Regions from separate parts of the Ovis aries genome. Here region 2 is linked to region 1. A link is a contact called in public Hi-C data. All regions are on one chromosome and are shown on one strand. The core of a region is the stretch at or near the end of the contact, and the rest is flanking DNA. Distances in the headings are between cores, read along the strand shown.

Evidence for each region. Hi-C and Micro-C count contacts between places; a contact is called where the count stands out from the background.
Region 2: a Hi-C map of hypothalamus shows a contact between it and region 1, with 3 times the contacts expected there. The contact joins the promoter of ORAI3 here to the enhancer-like site in region 1. A contact is called at or near these places in 9 of 16 Hi-C or Micro-C datasets (blood, hypothalamus, liver and 4 more).

Annotation. Positions count from the first base shown.
Region 1 is chr24:27,460,492-27,467,644 of ARS-UI_Ramb_v3.0, forward strand. The region is part of intron 5 of BCL7C (BAF chromatin remodeling complex subunit BCL7C); the gene reads right to left. Among named protein-coding and RNA genes, the nearest start is that of BCL7C, 23 kb to the right of the region's middle. Within about 2 kb of position 5,045, at least 1 of the 54 cell types and tissues checked has an H3K27ac peak or open chromatin away from gene starts, as enhancers often do. A contact at or near this core is called in hypothalamus, where this site is marked.
Region 2 is chr24:27,596,851-27,604,279 of ARS-UI_Ramb_v3.0, forward strand. ORAI3 (ORAI calcium release-activated calcium modulator 3) reads left to right here and starts at 5,846. Exons shown (of 2, transcript XM_012104397.4): 1 at 5,846-6,295. The coding sequence starts at 6,068. FBXL19 (F-box and leucine rich repeat protein 19) reads left to right here. Exons shown (of 12, transcript XM_060405843.1): 11 at 3,333-3,551; 12 at 3,657-3,945. The coding sequence ends at 3,835. It overlaps LOC121817839 (a long non-coding RNA gene), which reads right to left and starts at 3,739. Exons shown (of 2, transcript XR_006057904.2): 1 at 3,625-3,739; 2 at 1,465-1,645.

The DNA of each region.
Region 1 (7,153 bases), core at 3,795-6,294:
TTCAATCAAATGGTAATCTAGGTACTGCTGTGAAGGGATTTTTGGAGGTGTAATTAAAGATCCAAGTCAGCTGAGGTTAAGATATGGAGATTATCAACCAATCAGGTAGCTGTTTAACAGAGGTTTCTCCAGCAGGTGGCGGAAGAGGAAGTCAGAGTGTGAAGCATGAGGAGGACTGGAGCCCTTGCTGGCTTGCTGAGGAAGGGACCCGTGTGATGAGGAATGCAGTGGCCTTTTTTTTTGTCCCTGTGGGATCTTAGTTCCCTGCCCAAGGATCCAACCTAGGCCCCATACAATGGAAGCGCAGAGTCCTAACCAGTGGACCGCCAAGGAATTCCCTGTGGTGGCCTCTGAAAGAGCTGACACCCACCCTCCACCCCGAGAGCCAGCATGGAGACATCCTACACTGTAAGGAACTGAATTTGCCAACAAATGGAATTCACATGGTAGTGGATTTGTCCCCACAGCTTCTAGATAAGAGCCTACCTCAGTCAGCAACTTGACTTGGGCCTTATGAGGCCCTAGACTTCCCTGATATTTCAGTTGGTAAACAATCTGCCTGCAATCCAGGAGACTTTGGTTTGATCCCTGGGTTGGGAAGATCCCCTGGAGAAGGGTAAAGGCTATCCACTGGGTTGCAAAGAGTCGGACACTGAGCTACTTTCACTTTATGAAACCCTAAGCTAAGAACCCAGCCAAGCCCATAGTCTCTGATCAACAAAAATGTGAGATAATAAATAAGCCTCACTTTAAACTCTAAGTTTGGGCTCATTTGTTACAGAGCAAGGGGAAATGAATACACTTGGTTTCATGAAAGAACCTGGCCAGAGGGACCTCCCTGGTGGTCTAGTGGTTAAGACTTTGCCTTCCAATGCAGGGGGTGCAGTTCAGTCCCTAGTGGGGAAGCTAAGATCCCACAAGCCTGGAGGCCAAGAAACCAAAACATAAGCCAGAAGTAGTACTGTAATAAATTCAATGAAGACTTAAAAAATGCTCCACATAAACAAAAAAAAATCTTTTAAAAAAGCCTGACTAAAGAGGTGGGAATCCTTTCAAGGACTCCCTCTTTCCCGCCTTCCTTAGGAAAGAGCTTCCCTTGTGGCTCAGCTGGTAAAGAATCTGCCTGCAACGTGGGAGACCTGGGTTTGATCCCTGGGTTGGGAAGATTGCCTGAAGAAGGGAAAGGCTACGCACTCCAGTATTCTGGCCCGAGTCCATGGGTTTGCAAAGAGTCAGACATGACTGAGCCACTTTCACTTTAGGAAAGAGAAATGTATCTATATTCCAGTTTCTTGATGTTTTTCCACTTGGGAGTTCTGCTTTACTCCTCTATAAACCAGGTTTTACAAGGGGAAGCCTGTCATGGTCCCATCCTACCAGTGACGGTGGATGGATACATCATGAATTCTGGGGTTTAATAACATGGCCTAGAACTCAGGAAGAGGGGCGTCATGGGGGCTCCCTCTTTCCCCCCTGACATAGAGCCCCGGAAGAGCCTCTCTAGTCTGCTCACCTCTGAGGACCTGGAAGGGATCTGTAGAGGCAGACTGACTGGAGAAGATGGCTGCCGTCACTCGAGGAGCCCTGTCAGTGAGGTTTCCTCTTCTTTATGTCTTACAGCAGGATAAGGGTCTTCAAATGTGTTCAGTACTGGTTCCTAAGGGCTGAATTGTGCACCCCCCTCAAATTCATGTGCTGAAATCCCAACACCTGCTACTTCAGAATGTGACTCTGTTGGGAGATAGAGTCTTTTAAGAGGTAATGAAGTTAAAATAAGGTCATGAAGGAGGGCCCTAATCCAACATGACTGGTATCCTTAAGAGAAGAGGAGATGGAGCGACTTCCTGGGTGGTCCAGTGGTTTTAAGACTCACTGCTTCCACTGCAGGGGCATGGGTTTGATGCCTGGTTGGGGAACTAAGATCCCACGTGCCTTGCTGCATCACCAATAAATAAATAAAGCTGTGAGAAAACAAATTTCTGTGGTTTCAGTCACCAGTCTGTGGTCACTTTTTTATGGCAGCCCAAGCAAACTAACACCCTGGCCTGTTCAAGGGAACATTGCTCTCTTATGCTCCTTGCCTCTGAGAGTGGAGAAGGCAACGGCACCCCACTCCAGTACTCTTGCCTGGAGAATCCCATGGACGGAGGAGCCTGGTGGGCTGCAGTCCACGGGGTCCCGAAGAGTCGGACACAACTGAGCAACTTCACTTTCACTTTTCACTTTCATGCGTTGGAGAAGGAAATGGCAACCCACTTCAGTGTTCTTGCCTGCAGAATCCCAGGGATGGGGGAGCCTGGTGGGCTGCCGTCTCTGGGGTCGCACAGACTCGGACATGACTGAAGTGACTTAGCAGTAGCAGCTGTTTGAGAGAAGCTAAAATGCTGTTCTGAGTGGTCAGAGGAAATCAACTCATGAACAGCTAAAGAGAAGCTAACAACCCAATGAGGACTAAGAAACCAGAGGAGAGAAGACAAAGCTGGACCCCTGAATGAAATGACTCCAACTGAAGTACAACTGATTGAGGAAGATTGTTAAAAGAAGGGCTATAATGGACTTCCCTGGTGGTCCAATGGTTAAGACTCATGCTCCCAACGAAGGGGGCCCAGGTTCAATCCCTGGTCAGGGAACTAGATTCCCCGTGCTGCAACAAAGCACCTACATGCTGCAAATAAGAACCGGTGCAAAAATAGAAGGGCTATAAGGACTCAGATTTCTTGTCACCCATCTTCCAATTCTGTTCCTCTCAAGTTCCTGACCAGCCAGCCAAACCTTAGCAACCGTCCATCAATTAATACAGGTCCATACTTCTGGTCATTTCACCCACCAGACATAGTGAAGAGCCAAAGACACAGCTCAAAGCTCTGTCCACGGTGAGGATTTTTCTTCACCAGCGTCCTTCAGGTTCACCCAGCTGGTGGGGGGAGCTGTGGCTGTCCACCGACAGCTCATAACAGCCTATCAGCCAGAGTCACCTGTAAACAGGCTTGAGTCTTTTCTTCGTCAGTCAGCTGGGTGTAAACGGGACACCCTAGAAAGGCACAGCCAGGGATGGAGGGAGAGAAGGTCAAGAAACCACCTGCTCCTGTAAATGGCTTGTAACTTCTGGACCTTTCCAAGGTTGGTCTCGTATCTCAGGTGATGACAGATTGCTGCTGTGTACACCCAACCTCACAGCTGGGTTGGTCAGACAACACCCTTTCATGATGAGTATCTCAGGTTGCTTGGTCACCCGATATCTGCTGGCTACGTGTTCAGTTCCTACCACGTCCCAAGAGCAAGCCAGAGACTGTTTCTTTTTTAAGCTATAGATTTTTTAAAAAATATTTATTTATTTGCGCTGGGTCTTAGATCTAGTTCCCTGACCAGGGATCGAACCCAGGTCCCCTGCATTGGGAGCTTGGCGTCTTAGCCACTGGACCACCTGGAAGTCCCTTAAGCTACAGATTTTTTAAGATATTTATTTGGCTGCATCAGGTGCTGTGCAACGGACTCTTGAGTGCGTGGGCTCAGTATTTCTGCTGCATGTGGGATCTTAGTTACCCTGACCAGGGATTGAACCTGCGTCCCCTCGTAGCAAGGCTGATTGATTCTCAACCACTGGACCACCAAAGAACTCCTCAGAGACTGTTTCTGAAAAGTAGAACAGTTGTCTATAGGAAAGAGCCTACACTTATCGAAAATCCTGGGTCTGTGCTTTGATTCTACTCTTGGTGCCTGCTGGAATGTCACTGGCTTTGCTGGATCATTGGTACAGAGACAGGGCACCTTGAAAGTGTTATGGAACCTTCTCTTGCCCTGCTCTCTACTCAAAACTGGCATCTCCCAGGGGCCTTTACTAACGAGCTACATTGCCTCCAAAATCCATACATGCCTACCAAGCACTGTTCCTCTTTGAGGGAGAGTAGGTTGTATGAGGAGCAACTGGTCTTTCACCTTGGAGGAGATATCTTTACATACTCTAGGCCACTGAATCTCCAGAAACTTCACTGGAGTGACAGTCCCCTGAATCTTTTTTTTTTTTCTTTGGCTGTGCTGGGTCTTCGTTACTACACGTGGACTTCCTCTAGTTGTGATGAGCGGGGGCTACTCTCTAGTTGTGGTGCGAGGGCTCCTCATTGGAGGGGTTTCTCTTGTTGCGGAGCATGGACTCCAGAGCATGGGCTTCACTGGTTGTGGTGCAGGGGCTTAGTTGCCCTGGAGCATGTCGAATTTTCCCGGACCAGGGCTTGAACTCATGTCCCCTGCATTAGCAGGTGGATTCTCAACCACTGAACCACCAGGGAAGTACCCCCTGAGTCTTTAGAGGGCATTTATCTCCCACCTTCTAGTCTGCATATGTCTATTAGGACAATTAAGGTACTTGTTACTTGCTGTTCATCAGATCCAATAACGTTCTCAATATAGTGGACCAGTGTGGTGGTCTGTGGGATGTTAAGATGATTGAGATCTTTGTAGACAATATTACAGCAGATCAGAATTGACAGATCCCTGGAGCATCCTGAAGATATACAGTGGCATTGCCAGCTACAGAGGAAACTGCTCTGGTGGACCTTGCAAGCTGGTCTGGAGAAAAAGCCAAGTCGCTAGTCAATTACCAAATACCAGGGGAAAGGTACTAAATCTGGGACAGCAGATGCAATTGAAATCATTACCCGATTCAGTTCATGCTGGTCCAGTTATTCTCCATCTGACTTCTGAACAGGCCAGACAGGCAGGTTAAATGGGTATGTGATGTCTCACTACCCCTGCTTCTTTCAGTTCTTTGGCATGAATTTCTGCACTTCTCCCAGGGATGTGGTATTTTTACTGATTTGTTGTCTTTGTAGCAAGTGGGACTTTCACTTAGCCTGTCTTGCTATATTGGTCCCCAGTCTGTGGTTCAGAAAGACTATGTGGGGATTCTCCCACTATGCCAGTTTTCAAGTTACTGCCTCTCAGCTCCAAATTCACGCTTTAGTATTTGCTCTGAGATACTGGACTCGACTATGTACACGTTTCTCCTTGCAGTGAACACGATGTTAAGCTTTGTCAGTAGAGGGCGCTGGAGGGACATTGAAAGAGGAAGATGTTCTTCCTGGTTCTGGTACTGTTGAGGCTTTTTTCTTGCTCCTGTTGCACAGTTTTGCTCGGGCACATGTATGTGGGCACATCCAGTGGTTCCCTGCCTTAGAGGTGACAGTGAGGAGTCCTTTGATAAGCTCACAGCTCCCAACTTGCAACCACATTGCCTTACCTCTCTACCTCCATGCAGACACCACTGACCCCAGACCACACACTGCCTTTGCAGTGACTGGACTCAGCGCTGGGACTCCTTTTGTACACCACCAGTCCTGACCCTCACGCAGCTTTCTCTCACACTGATCTGCAGAGCATACTTTTTCCAACACTTGATGACGGGAGCAGTCTGATATTCTCCAGCATTGTGTTTTTACCAAGCTCACTTTCTCTGATGTTGACAGTGCTTGATTCCTTTATCAGTGCCGCTTTCTCCAGCACCTGGCTCTCACTGAGTGTATATTTTCTACCATGTGACTCCGCAGTGGCATGACTTTCTACTGTGCTGATCCCAGTACTTATAAAGCTCTCCAGCACCTGGCTCCTGTAGAGAACACCTCCTGCCATCTTGGTTCTAGCGATGCTCCATGATTAGCAGCTTTACCTGACACCCCAGAGGGCCGATTTCTAGGAAGTCACATAGGTAAGGCAGTTTGTCCACCAGGTCCTTTCAAATGAAGTCTGATCTCAGCCTGGTGGAAAAGGGATCTTTCTTGGGCTCTCTACATCAGTCCTAAGGATAGTAGCTGATCTTAATATCTAATTCTGTATTTTTTTAGAACTCTCTTTAGCCCTTGTTAGCCATTTCCCTATTATTCCTATCAATAGTTCTTTATGTTAAACTTTCCCATGGTAGCTTCTGTCTCCTGGTTGGACCCTGACTGATACAATAATTGTGGGAGTGGTTCTAGGAGAAAGACCCACAGAGATGGGATTTTGCAGTGATACGGTCACAACCTTGAGTGCTGAGCTCTAGTCAATGGGAAATGGGATGCTAATAAACCACACTATGCAGTTGCATCACAGTTAATCAAACTATCACCTGTGGCTGATTGTGATGGGGTGCCAACTAGAGCGTATGCCTTGGGAGTCCAACTGGCTGCTTCTCCTGGCTCCTATAGCAGTAGTAATAACTCTAGACTGTGTGGTAGGATGCATTCTTTGCAGTGCACTTGAGTGATTAGAGAGAGAAAATGACAATTGAATTCACTGTCTTGACAAATTTGTTATGGGAAATCTAGGGCATCAATCAGGAAAGAATAGGGTGCAGAAATTTGGAAGGGCGCATCTGGTTAGAATCAGACAAAGGAGACAATATTGAACTCCCAAGTCATTCTGAGTCTCTTTTGCCATTGGAAGTAGCTTGCTCTCCTGTGTCTAATGAAACTAACTTTTCTCTGTTTGAAAACCCTGTGATAAGTTTACCTGGGGCAAATGCCTTGAAAAGGGGTGCTCATTCCACTCAAAATTCATCTCCCCTGCTGCCTATAAGTCTTTCAGTTCAGCTCAGTCGTTCAGTCATGTCCGACTCATTGCAACCTCATGGACTGCAGCACGCCAGGCTTCCCCATCCATCACCAACTCCCAGAGCTTGCTCAAACTCATGTCCATCGAGTCAGTGATGCCATCCAACCATTTCATCCTCTGTCATCCCCTTCTCCTGCCTTCAATCTTTCCCAGCATCAGGGTCTTTCCCAAGGAGTAAGTTCTTTGCATCTGGTGGCCAAAGTATTGGAGTTTCAGCTTCAGCATCAGTCCTTCCAATGAATATTCAGGACTGATTTCCTGAAGGATTGACTGGTTTGATCTCCTTGCAGTCCAAGGGACTCTTAAGAGTCTTCTCAAACACCACAGTTCAAAAGCATCAGTTCTTCAGCGCTCAGCTTTCTTTATAGTTCAACTTTCACATCCACACATGACTACTGGAAAAACCATAGCTTTGATTAGATGGACCTTTGTTGACAAAGTAATGTTTCTGCTGTCTGGGTTGGTCATAGCTTTTCTTGAAGGAGCAAGCATCTTTTACTTCCAAGGCTGCAGTCACCATCTGCAGTGATTTGGGAGCCCCCCAAAATAAAGTCTCTCATTGTTTCCC
Region 2 (7,429 bases), core at 4,596-7,095, 140 kb after region 1:
TGCAGCACCTTGCTTTGGCAGCTCTCTTTCATGGCTCCCTTCTTGCCAACCCATCCCCCTCACAGCTGTCTTGGAAGGGGAAGGAACTAGGATAGAGAAGGAACTAGGATTTCTGGGTGAGGCCCAGAGGGCTTGAGTGACAGCTGCAAGTCACACAGGCCAGGCCAAATCTGAGCACCCACCCATGGCCCTCTCTTCCTGGAGCTGGACTGAGCGTTGAAAACAGTGCATTCCGTGAGGTGAGAACGCGCCGGTTGCCTGGCAGACCAACTCCATCTTCTCCTGCTTGAATTGACTTCATTCTAAGCCCCTTTATCAGGAGCTCGCAAAGGTGAGCCATCCAGGCCCCCCCTAAGCCTAATATGCTCCTTGAGACTCTACCCACTTTTTTTTTCCCCTTGGCTACACTGGGTCTCTGTTGGCTTCACTCGGGCTTTCTCTAGTTGCAGCAAGTGGGAGCTACTCTTTATTGCAATGCACAGGCTTCTCATTGTGGTGGCTTCTCTTGTTGCAGAGCAGGGGCTCTAGGGCACATGGGCTTCAGTGGTTTTGGTGCTTGGGCTCAGTAGTGGCTCACGGGCTCAGTTGCTCCTTGGCATGTGGGATCTTTCTGCACCGGGGATCGAATCCATGTCCCCTGTATTGGCAGGCGGATTCTTAACCGCTGGAGCACCATGGAAGTCCTGTCCGCCCACCTCTATCCCCTTGGCTTCCTGTCCTCATGTGGCATCCCTGGATTAACACTGCAAGTTTTCCTACTTCCTTGCTTTTGCCCCTGCTGTTCTCTGCCTGGCTACCCTTCCCTTCCCCATTCCTTCTCATTCAAATAAATCCCTGAAGGCCCACCTCAGTGAAATCCTTGAGCCCACTGGCCTTGCCCCAGCCACACGAGACCTCTCTTTCCTCTGCTTCCCTCAGGCCTTTAGCTGTGGCCTGAGGTTGAGGGCATCAGCAGGTATGTCCCCTCTCCAGGCTCTCAGCTCCTCAAAGAGAAAAGGAGAGAATTCAGAGCTTGCCAAGTAGGTGCCCAGAGGTGGCCTGGAAGGTTACAGAAGTGGTGAGCTTGGTGCAGGATGTTAGGGAGTACACCTTGCCACCCCGCTTCAGCATCGTCGTTGGGTGAATGGGGTAGCCCAGTGATGCTAGATCTTACAATTTTTCAGGGAAAAGCTCCATATCAAAATTTCTTTATAAAAATGGCCTTTTATGTAGCATCCCTGGTGGCTCAGATGGTAAAGAATCTGCCCGCAATGTGGGAGACCCAAGTTTGATCTCTGAGTCAGGAGAAGGGAATGGCTACCTGCTCCAGTATCCTTGCCTGGACAGTTCCATGGACAGAGCAGCCTGGTAGGGGTCAGACAGGAGTGAGCGACTAACACACACCTCTTATGTAGCATCAGTCATTCAGAAAAATGTGAACACTTTGCAGATCCATAAAACACTCATGCAGGCTAGTTCCCTGACTTGGTGTCGTATGATCTAGTTTATTTATTTCTGGGTGAGGCTGGGACCTGGAAAGCCAATAGCATTGTGGTTAAGAGTTAGGACTTCTGAGTCACAAGGCCTGGTGTCTTGGCTCTGTTCATCCATAGTCATGTTATCTTGAGGATGTAAGGCTTGGGGATGTAAGCCTGAGTGTTCTCATCTGTAAACAGGAATGATGATCAGAAAACTTGTCTCCCAAGGCTTTGGTTCTTAAAGTGTGGTCTCGGGACCAGCAGCTCAGCGTTGCTGGAGAACTTGGTTTTTCCTTTGTCTGGATTTTTTTTAACCATGCCATGTGGCATGCAGGATCTTAGTTTCCCAACCAGAGATGGAATCTATGCCCCATGCAGTAGAAGCACAGAGTCTTAACCTGGACCTCCAGGGAAGTCCTAGGAGAACTTGTTAGGCTGCCTGGGGGTGGGGCCAGCAATTGGTTTCAACCAGCAGCCCAGGGAGATACAGAAGTCAGTCTCTGTCTGTCTGTCTCTCTCTCGTTTTTTCTTTTTCTCTCTCCTCTAATCGGAGGGCCACTGGGCTAGGGGCAGGCTGCCACTTAGCCGCTACCTGGCCTACAGTGCATGCTCAGGCATAGTTAAAAAAATGGAAATGCAGGATCATGGTAGATACAATATAAAGGAAAGCTTTGGGGGCAGGGATGAAGGGTGGGAGCTCTTCTACCCCAGAGATGGAGGAAGGGGAGTTCTCTGAGCTCAGACGGGAAAGCCAGGGACCCTGGCCAAGCAGGGGACTAAACACAGGTGGCCTTGGGCAGGGTCCCCTGTGGAGTTTGGCTCAAGTGTTTCTGAAGGAGGGAGAGGAATTTGGAGCTGAGACAGGGGTGAGACCTTGTAGGAACTCAAATGTTCTCCCAAGTAGATTAGACTTCTGAGGTGCCCTTGGAGAGTTTTGAGCAGAAGAGGGATGTGGTCTCATATATTTGAGAACTGCTCTTTTTTTTTAAATTAATTGAGTATAGTTGCTCTACAGTGTGGTAGTGCGGTGTTAGTTTCTGCTGTACAGCAAAGTAAATCAGCTATATGTATACAAATACACATCCCCTCTTTTGGGGATTTCCTTCCCATTTAGGCTGCAAGAAAGCACTAAGTAGGGAAGCTTCCATGAGCTGTACAGTAGGTTCCCGTTGTTTACATATTTGATACACAGTGTCAGCAGTGTATCTGTGTCAAGCCCCAGCTCCGGGTGTCACCCCGCCCCCCTTTCTCCCTTGTGAGAATTGCTCTTTCGATAAGTGAGGAGGTAGGACAGGAGGCCGTCCTGTTGGGGATGTCATTTGTTGGATGAGTGACTATATATTGACAAGCATCTATATCCCAGGTCCTGGGCATAGATCAAGACACAAAAATTCCTGCCTTGCTGGAAGTGGCATTCTGGTACAAGGGTCCCCAACCCCCAGTGTCACTCCCCATGGCTCCCCGTTGCTCCCATTACCACCTGAAGCGTCCCCCCCTCCCTCAGCCCTGTCCATGGAAAAATTGTCTTCCATGAAACCAGTCCCTGGTGCGAAAAAAGGTTGAGGACTGCTGTTCTAGTGGGAGAGAGAAAAATACGTCAGTGAAGGCTTTGGAGCACGTGGAATGTTATAGTTCCGAATGGCATAATCGTGGAGGGCCTCCCTGAGGAGGCAGTGTGAGCAGTGGACAGATGAAATGATGGCAGCTTGTGTGGGTTTGGGGGAGAAGAGCAAGCCATGAGCCACTCAGAAAATGCAAATCGAGGTTCCTTTAGAGTGGGAGCAGGTCGGGGGTGGTGAGGGAGGAGGGTGCAGATGTAGCCGGTGCGGGGATGGGAACGGCCCACAGTGGTGACCTCTTCTCTGCCTACCACAGGGCAAACGGAGAGCCGAGGACGGCTGCAGGGGGTAGCAGAGCTGCGCCTGGCCGGCCTAGAGCTGACGGACGCCTCCTTGCGGCTCCTGCTGCGCCACGCACCCCAGCTGAGCGCCCTGGACCTGAGCCACTGCGCCCACGTTGGGGATCCCAGTGTCCACCTTCTCACGGCCCCCACCTCCCCGCTCCGAGAGACCCTGGTACACCTCAATCTCGCCGGTAAGCGCCGTCCCTTATCTCTCCATCCTTCTAGCCTCCTGGGCCCTGTGATCCGGGTGGACCCCTTGCTCACCTTCTGGTCTCAGCTGCCGTCGCCCCCCTCAGGTTGTCACCGCCTCACGGACCACTGCCTCCCGCTGTTCCGCCGCTGCCCGCGCCTCCGCCGACTCGACCTGCGCTCCTGCCGCCAGCTCTCCCCGGAAGCTTGTGCCCGGCTGGCAGCCGCCGGGCCCCCTGGCCCCTTCCGCTGTCCAGAAGAGAAGCTGCTTCTCAAGGACAGCTAGTTGGGTGCCCCCCACCCTCCCCCAGGACTCATCAGGAGCCTGGACCTCAGGCCTTCATTTCACCCCTGCCAGGAGGCCAGGTCACCCACCTCATGACTTGGTATTCCTGAGTTTTACGACTTGGGGTTCCTGCCCAGGGACTCGAGCCAGCCTCCCCCACTCTCTACCCCCTGCACTGAAATCTCTGGGGGTCTCTTCTTCCCATCCCCTCCCCCTTCCACCTGCTTCATCGTCCATCCCCTGGGGGAAGCGGGTCAGAGGTACTGGGGGCCGCTGAGCCAAAGGGCTGGTGGGAGGGGGGTTGAGGTGCAGTTTGAGGTGGGGCGAATGGGGAGAGTATCTGCACACAAGATGCTGGGAGCAGGGGCCTGGGGGAGGTGGAGGATGGGCTGGGGGGTGGGGGGCGGGCAGAGAGCAGACCATCAGGGGTTCAGGGAACAAAGACCAGATACTTGGAGTTGGGGGGGTAGGGTGGGGGGGCCAAAAAGGGAAACCAGAGGAGCAATTGGGGATCCAGGTGTCAGAGATGAGGGGATTCGGGGAACCAGGGGAAAGCAACAGGGCTGAGTGAGGGGCGGGGGGCAAGAGCAGGTGCAGGGGGGCAGTAGTAGCCTCTCGGGCCACCCCTCTCCTTCCTCCTCCCCGGATTTCAGTTCCTTCTCCCCAGCCCTGACTCCTTGAACGTCACTGACAATGGCAGCTATCTTGAGGAGTGGGGCCCGCGGGCCTACCCGCTGTTCAGCGCGCCCTGGGGAGTGGTGAGGGGTACCCCCGCCCCCTACCTGCCTCCCCGCACTATACTTGAACATTCATCTGTACTGAAGTGTTACTTGAACCGGGGGAACCTCGGACCTGGGGGAGCCAGAGCTTAAGGGGACGGGACCAGCTTGGACTGAGACTGGACTGGTGGACCACCCAGTTCGGACTGGACCACCCCAGGCTCTCTTGCTTTACTGTATTGAGCAGCTCCACCCCTCCTGACCCTGAGGTGGGGGTGGGGGGTGGTGGGCCAGCCCAGTGATGGGGAAGATGGGACTCCTCCAGCTTGGCTCTTCCCACTCTTTCATCGTCATGGAACCTTGTATCCCATTTGCCCAGGGAACTGCCACTCCTGGTTGCCATGGAATTAGCAGCCAATGGACACCTCCCAAAGCCAGTGCTAAGGCTGGAAATGGCCCCTCTTAGTTGCCATGGGAACATAGTAGCCTCTTGGCCCTCCCCTGCCCCTACTTCTGCGGGGGCGGGACTTTGGGAGCCAGGGGCCGGGGCAGGGGCCAGGTCCCGCCCCTCAGCCTGGGTCTCCCTGGGGAGCCAGACTGGACCATATTGGGGAGGGGGGAATATCCACATACCTCAGGTAACAGGGAGGTGCACGGGTGGGGGGGGAGGGACTGGGTGGACCAAAGGCCGGAGGGGAGGGGGTCCTGGGGATTCGCAGAAGGCTTGAGGATGGGGCCGCTTGGGGGAGGGGGAGGAGGCAGCCCAGCGAGGGATAAGCGGGGGACCCAGCCGGGCTGGGCCCCTGGGCCCCGGATCTGTACAATATGGTTTGCTATAAAACTCAAAATCTTCCAGCCGGGGCCGGCGAGTTCGCGTGTGGTTGTCTGCGGCGTTAGGGATGCCGGGGGTGGGAGTTAGGGGGGGATGACCCGAGTATTCTTTGAGGGTCTGGGAGGATGGGGCTCTTTGGATGGGTCTGGGGCACCTAAGGTCTAAGTGGGCCTCCAGAAATTGAGGCTGCAGGGCCTCCTGCAGTCTTTAGGGTGAGATGGGGTCACTTCCCCCGAGTTCACTGTTCAGGTGAGGGTTAGGAGTCTGGACTGTGCAGGTGTACCTGGAGTGGTCCAGGATCCGGAACTCCCAGTCACGGGCTCGGCGTTCATCACAGTGGGGCTGAGGCACCCAGAGGACATCCTAGGTGGACTGGGGTCTCGGGGTCCCTTGGGATCTCTGTCCACGGTCCCCCGGCTCCACCCCATCATGTGGCCGCCTCAGCTCCGCCTCCGCCCCAGTTCCTGTTTCGGCCTCGGCTGCAGCCCCTAGGGCTCCCCGCAGTCGCCTGCTCTTCCTGCTCCGCCCGGGCCACGTCTTCCTGGGAGCTCGCTGCCCGCATCCCCGCTCGTCCCGTCGGGGCATGGGGCCTTCCCCAGACCTGGGCCCGCCCTGCTGGGGCCTCAGAAGCGACTCGGCTCCGCCTTGACGGACCAGCCCGCTTGGTGCCGCGGCCCCAGGATGAAGGGCGGCGAGGGGGACCCGGGCGAACAGGCCCCGCTGAACCCGGAGGCCGAGAGCCCCGCGGGTTCGGCCACATACCGGGAGTTCGTGCATCGTGGCTACCTGGACCTCATGGGGGCCAGTCAGCATTCGCTGCGGGCGCTCAGCTGGCGCCGCCTCTACCTCAGCCGGGCCAAGCTCAAAGCCTCCAGCCGCACGTCTGCCCTGCTCTCGGGCTTCGCCATGGTGAGGGGAGGGAAGGGGCGCACAGGGTGGGGGTGAAGCCCATGGAGGGGAACGGGTCGGAGGCAAGGTGAACAGGTACCTAAGGGAGACAGGGTGGAGGAGTGGGAAAGACCGGTCTTTCAAAAGGAAAAGTGGGGGGGAGCAAACAAGGTCCCAAGGGACTACGCAAGTGTGTGTGTGTGTGTGTGTCTCCCTCTCTCTCTCTCTCTCTCTCTCTCTCTCTCTCTCTCTCTCTCTCTCTCAATGGGTGTGGGAGTGGCTCCTAGCATAAACTGGGCCCGAGGAGGATAAGCAAATCCTAAACGCGTCACTGGGGACACACATCACGGGGCATACATATACGAGGACAGAGCGCAGAGCTCCAGAAGGGGCAGGACACGCAGAAGTGGTTTCTGGGTCCCCACCACAGGCTCAACAGCAAATCCGAGCTGCTTGGGGCTGAAGGATCACTTCAAGGATGCAGGGGTGAGAATAAACTGGATGGAGTGGTCACCCAACAGGAGGAGGGAGGCCAGGCCCTAGCGGACATGAAGAGTGCTTAGTGGTGGCCTGGGAAAGCTCTCAGAAGATATCTGTGAGGGAGTCTCTGGCGAGAAAGCTGCCTAGGAAGCACGATTCTGGAGATGATAAACTCCAAGTGTGGGCAGATGCTAATCAGCTAACGGTCCAGCAGAGGCCTCACAGGAAGCAGGCTGAGGGAGGTCCCAGGGTGAGAAGACATCAGCAGACACAGGTCCTGGCTCCTTCCTGCCTGTGGCCAGCTGTGTGACCCTGGACAGGCCTCCGCGCCCCCCCGCCCCCCATCGCTGGCCAGTGGGAAATTGTGAGATCATGGAAGGGCACGCCCTCTGAGGCTGGCCAGGGAGCCACCCCAAGCAAGATGAGCTGATTCTTGTCATCAGATCCTGGATCCAGGCACGTCAGAGCAAGACTCGCATCAGAATGGCTGAGACTCCCTGTTGATGGAAACCGAGGCCCAGAGCGGGGCGGTGGCCCAGCAGCTGAAGGGTACAGGAGGAACTGAGACCCAGGGTCGCTGGACTGCTCGTCCAGGATATTCCACCATCATGACAGGAAAAAGGAGAAAATGGGCTAGAGAGGGGTCCTCATGGAAATGGGGATATCAAGATGGGG